Linked DNA regions of Mus musculus: region 2 is linked to region 1. Evidence: chromatin contacts called from public HiChIP or PLAC-seq data. All regions are on one chromosome and are shown on one strand. Each heading gives the region's core, a stretch centred on a gene start, on an enhancer-like site or on the middle of the called end of the contact. The rest is flanking DNA. Distances are from core to core; before and after follow the strand shown.

The links. HiChIP or PLAC-seq counts read pairs in DNA pulled down with a chosen protein or histone mark.
Region 2: an H3K27ac HiChIP or PLAC-seq map of embryonic stem cells shows a contact between it and region 1, with 9 read pairs. The contact joins two enhancer-like sites. A contact is called at or near these places in 1 of 484 Hi-C or Micro-C datasets (cortical neurons) and 2 of 115 datasets of contacts at active chromatin or transcription factors (both in embryonic stem cells).

Annotation. Positions count from the first base shown.
Region 1 is chr13:97,818,931-97,821,946 of GRCm38.p6, forward strand. The region is part of intron 1 of Gm41031 (a long non-coding RNA gene); the gene reads right to left. Among named protein-coding and RNA genes, the nearest start is that of Gm41031, 5.6 kb to the right of the region's middle. Within about 2 kb of position 1,336, at least 10 of the 459 cell types and tissues checked have an H3K27ac peak or open chromatin away from gene starts, as enhancers often do. A contact at or near this core is called in embryonic stem cells, where this site is marked.
Region 2 is chr13:97,579,485-97,582,184 of GRCm38.p6, forward strand. All of the region lies in intron 2 of Gm5086 (predicted gene 5086), which reads left to right. Among named protein-coding and RNA genes, the nearest start is that of Gm5086, 21 kb to the left of the region's middle. Within about 2 kb of position 1,252, at least 32 of the 459 cell types and tissues checked have an H3K27ac peak or open chromatin away from gene starts, as enhancers often do. A contact at or near this core is called in embryonic stem cells, where this site is marked.

The DNA of each region.
Region 1 (3,016 bases), core at 86-2,585:
TATTAATACAAACTCTCACATCAAATAGTATATAGCACATAGCAAATCAATCAATTTGTGCATTCGTGTGTGTGTGTGTGTGTGTGTGTGTGTGTGTGTTGTGGTATGTGGTTTGTGTATGTAAGTGTATGGCATGGTGTGGTGTGTATGTGCTGTGTGTGTATGCATGTGTATGGACGTGTGTGTGTGTGTGGTATGTGTGCATCTATGTGTGTATGTGTGTTACAGAATGAATACAAGTTAAGCCAGGTGCGGCAGAGCTCAGTCTACAAAAGTGGGTTGAGAAAGAGTCCATGAAGAAAAAGGCCAAGGCCAAGCTGGGACTGAGCTGCCAGTGAAAACTGCTGGCGTCCAGGTTTAGGAGAAAAGCAGCAGATTCGAGAGTGAACAAAACTGAGCCAGGCTGAGAAAAACCACACCCGGATCAGGAGCTGTTTCGGAAAATATTTTTAAAAAACGACCCTTTCGATAAAATCTTGCTAGTGTATGCAATGGTGTCAGCGTTTGGATGCTGATTATGGGGTGGATCCCTGGATATGGCAGTCTCTACATGGTCCATCCTTTCATCTCAGCTCCAAACTTTGTCTCTGTAACTCCTTCCATGGGTGTTTTGTTCCCAATTCTAAGGAGGGGCATAGTGTCCACACTTCAGTCTTCATTCTTCTTGAGTTTCATGTGTTTAGCAAATTGATTCTTATATCTTGGGTATACTAGGTTTGGGGCTAATATCCACTTATCAGTGAGTACATATTGTGTGAGTTCCTTTGTGAATGTGTTACCTCACTCAGGATGATGCCCTCCAGGTCCATCCATTTGGCTAGGAATTTCATAAATTCATTCTTTTTAATAGCTAAAGGGATCTGCAACCCTATAGGTGGAACAACATTATGAACTAACCAGTACCCCGGAGCTCTTGACTCTAGCTGCGTATGTATCAAAAGATGGCCTAGTCGGCCATCACTGGAAAGAGAGGCCCATTGGACATGCAAACTTTATATGCCCCAGTACAGGGGAACACCAGGGCCAAAAAGGGGGAGTGGGTGGGTAGGGGAGTGGGGATGGGTGGGTATGGGGGACTTTTGGTATAGCATTGGAAATGTGAATGAGCTAAATACCTAATAAAAAATGGAAAAAAAAAAAAAACCGACCCAGCACGTTCCCGCACTTGTGCCTCTGCCCTGGCAGCCAAACAGGCCATGAACTGTCGGGGCAGTGGCCACCTGTTTTTATCTCGTGGAGACTGACTCAGAACTCCACAATCTCTCCACCCAGCTCTCTAGGTTCCCACTGGAGGTTGCTACCATGCTAACCCTGTTTCAAATCCCCCACGGCCTTTGTGGTACACATCTGGCAAACCCATGCTTGGATGCTGTACCTTTCTCTCTTGACCCCAGATGAGCTGCCACGTGAAGGAAAACGCAACACAAACTCAGCTCAGAAACGATGGTAACTCAATCTCTGGGCACGACAACTAAAACCTAATTTTGTAAACCTTATTAAAATCTGATTCTTCTAGGGGCGAATCTTTGCGGATCTGCCATGTTACTGGGAAACTCTAGCAGCTACATCTTACCTCTCTGCTGTCCCATCCCAAAAAGGACCTAACTCTCCCCTGCTTCCTCTCTTCCTTTGTCCAACCTCGAAGTCCCGCCTACTCACCCAGTGATTGGCTCCTTTGTTCATTAAGGGATTGGTTCACAAGAAGCCACCTGAGTACTTAGCCCAGAGCCAACCACAACAAGGAGCCAGAAACAGTGGTCAGAGACAGATTCAGACAGGTGAGCCAATGGTCCGACGTGCGCTGAGTAGGCCAGATCACTGGTGGAAAATGGATTCAAGCTGGGGAGTCCCGGGTTCTTCACAAACACACACACACACACACACACACACACACACACACTCTCTCTCTCTCTCTCTCTCTCTCTCTCACACACACACACACACACACACACACACACACACACACACACACACACACACACGTTAGGCGAGAGGTTGCTATAGGCAAGGGCATTATACCCTTTCCTCAATCTGGTATGACCTATAAGCTCTTAAATCTAGCCTCCCCAGTATGATTTTTTCATTTTTCTCAAGTGCCTTCCAGAAGCTCTCATCCTATCACCTGGTGTGTACATCAAACAATGGACAGGCAGAGAGCTGATAATCACAGGGCCTTCAGCTCAGCTTGGTCCCCAAGGCATCTTTGAATTTCTGACCCTGTCTCTGCTCTTCATTTCTGTGGCCTTCACAGTCCTATGCCTCACTTCAGCAGCTCGATTTGACCCTGAGACTTGGCTCAAAGTATGAGCCTCAGGCTCTGGCTGGACTCTGTATCAGTGACCCTGGCAAGGTGCATGTTTTATTCCTGGGGGAATTCGTCTACCATCCTGAATCTGTCTCTTGGGCCTCTTTGGAGGGTTGTTGTTGTTGTTGTTGTTTATTTGTTTCTGAGATGCGGTTTCCTATATCCCAGACTGGTTTCTAAAGTTACGTAGCAGATGATGACCTTGAAGTTCTGATCTTATTGCCTCCACTTCGAAAACTCCTCTCCTTGATCTCTATGCAGCCTCCTTTACCTTTTGTGGCATTTCATAACCTACAGGCACTCACACTCACACCACACAGACACACACCACACACATACACACACATACCCCACAGACACATATGACACACACACATATACACACATACAAGTATTTACTGGGTGTTGTATAATGTGTGATTGAGAGCTAATATTAGTAGTCAACTTGTCAGCTTGTTTTTTCTTTGAGAGAGGGAGAGGGAGAGGGAGAGGGAGAGGGAGAGGGAGAGGGAGAGGGAGAGGGAGAGGGAGAGGGAGAGGGAGAGCACCAGCATTTGTCTTGGCTAGTTATCAAGAAAGTTGGGACTCTAAGGCAAATTGCTGCCAAAGAAACTGCTGTGCCTTGTGAATTTATTGCTAGTCAATAAATTCTGACACTGTGGAAAGACACAGGGTATTTGTCTATGTTTCTGACACAGTAAGCTCGTGACA
Region 2 (2,700 bases), core at 2-2,501, 240 kb before region 1:
ATCCTGAGGGGCAGGGCGGGAAGATAGGAGAAAACCAGTGTGCCGCTCACAGTGTCTTTCAACAGGGACCCAGCTTATCAGCAACAACTCCTAGGACTGACAGCCTTGGACTTTAAAACATTTGGAAAATGTCCTTAAACATGTTCAGAATCCCCTGGTGTATGTAGAACATTTTTATACGAGAACAAAATAGAGATGGCAGAGACTTTGTTTGAACAAGTGTGTTACTGGGTTTTTTTTTTTTTTTTTTTTTTCCTGAGGTGAACTTTTCTGCTAAAAAGTCATAATAATTGCTCTTAGGGAATGTTGCCTATTAATTTGAAAACACCATAAAATTTATGCCGCTCTCTAAACTTTATTAATGACAGTTCCTGACCCTCAGAGACATGTGGGGAGAATTTGAACGGAAAAATGGCTCTATTGGTGCTAGAGTTGAGGAGAATTCAAAAGGAGACAAAGGGATTCTTCCTTTGATCCCTGCTAGCGTGGAGAGGAGAGTTTCAGCCCCTGAGGAACCCTGCAGACATCTCTGGGAGGTGAGGAGGCCCATCCTGGAGCAAACTCTGCTATTTCCAGAAGAACGAGAATAAGTCATAAGAGGCCACTGGCTGGTTTGTATTAATTGTCACTATTAACAGTGTAAAACTTCAAAGGAGAGAATGACTGGCAACAAAATTAGTTTATTATACTGGGTACAATAGAAATTAGACTAGTCCCCTCCTCTTGTCCCCTTTAAGGGATTTCCTAAGGCCACTGGGAACACCATCCCTGGACTTTCAGGGTGGGCTGCAAGGCTCAAGCTGGTTGCCAGGAAGTTGTGCCGGGCCAACCCCATGTTCCTTCTCTGGCCTTTGTCTGCTGGTTTCAAAGGCATTCCTTGGGAAAGGGCATTGGTTGGTGTAAACAGCTTTGAATCTGAAGAGTCTCACCCCTCTCTGGAGCACTTGGAAGGTCCAGGGTTTTCCTTCTAGGAAGTGGGAACAATGGGAAGACTTTATTTTAGCAGCAAGCAGGACTTGTGATAAGAGTGCACCTCAGAGCTGGTCTCTGTGTGTCTAGTTAATGACCAAACATGGGGAGGAGCAAGAATACCAGCGTTGCCTTAGGATGAAATGACTGACATTCCTGAAGCAGCCCCAGATTCCTCACATCCCAACTGGCAAGACTCAAGTTCACCCACTTGTGAAGAGGACACATGACAGCCCTCAGTCCTTCCCTTGGCTTTCAGCTTATTGTGTCGAATGACCTCTCTTCAACTAGAGAGTAATGATGGATGATTGGACCATTGTTTGCTAGGCTTAACTGTGTCAGGGGTCAAGATCCAGAGCTACAGAGAATTCAGCTTTCATGGGGAAAAAAACCTAGAAGAAGACTTCCTTCATGTGGCTAAATATTTGGACATCAGAAGGCAGTGGCTCTGCAGAAGCAATCTGAAAGGGCAGACTCAAAGCCAGCAAGACTCCTAACTGCCTCATTAAAGTTCCGGGGGAATGCTGGGAGAGACAGCTACACACAACTCTTAAAACCCGGAACCTTTTCTAGGCCTTTGTTACAGGCCACAGTGTCATGGTATCTATCCATGCAGATTTGAAATCCTTTTCCCAACCTGCCAGACAGCTTAATTGTCTTCACGATCCTTGGCCACACTGATGGGAGAGTCCTGTTTTATGTTTTCTAAGATTTGACAAAGTTGTAAAAAGAGAAAGGATTAAAAAGTCAAGAGGCCAGCTCAAAACATTAAAAGTAAGGTTAGTTGTAATAGCTATAAGGTTTTTGAATGTAGTAAAATAAACTCAAGGAAGGTCTCCTTCTTTTGACACTGAATTGGTGGGAAATGATTGTTCCATGTCTGTGTGCTCCATGTCTGTGAGATAGATTCACAATCCCACTAGGGTTAACACCCAGGAAGTGGGCTTCTGAGCGACAAGTTTGTGTAGAGCTAATTTTGTGTAACTTTAAGAAGCTGCAGAGTATTTTCTAAAGCAGCACTGCCCTTTGGCGTTCCCAGCAGAAATATATGACAACTATGCACGTCCACACCTTTAACGGGGTATTATCAGCTTCTATTCCAGCCAGTCTAGTAACTACTTTGTGATAGGTTACCACACTTTTAACTCACATTATGTGGTGACTGTGGTGACTGATAGCATTGCCTGTCTGTCTTTGCATGCACAGACCTGTTTTCCCTTAATTGTCTTTGGTAAAGTATCCAACCATTTATATTTATTATTTTCTTTTACTTTTGGGACAAGGTCTTTTGCATCACACAACAGCCTCAAACTCATTGTGTATCCCAGGATGGCTTTGAACTTCTGTTCTGCTGCCCCTGCCTGTTGAATGCTAGCCACACACTACTCTGTCTATTTATTCTCTGCTGGTACTGTACTCAGGAGTTGTGTGTGCTAGGCAAGCACTCTCCCAACTGACTACACCAACCCCTTTATTATTTCTTTTATTGTCCATTTGTTTTTATTGTATAGATTGTCTTATTATTAAATTTTAACAGTTCCCTCAGGAATGTTTTGTATACACTCACACACACACACACACACACACACACACACACACACACACACACACACAAATATGTTGTGCCAATCGGAAACTTGCATTTTCATTTTTGACAGGCTTAGAGCAAAAGTTTTAGTTTTGATGACTTAGAGTTTATGACGTTATCTTTTATATAATTGTGGGTTTTTG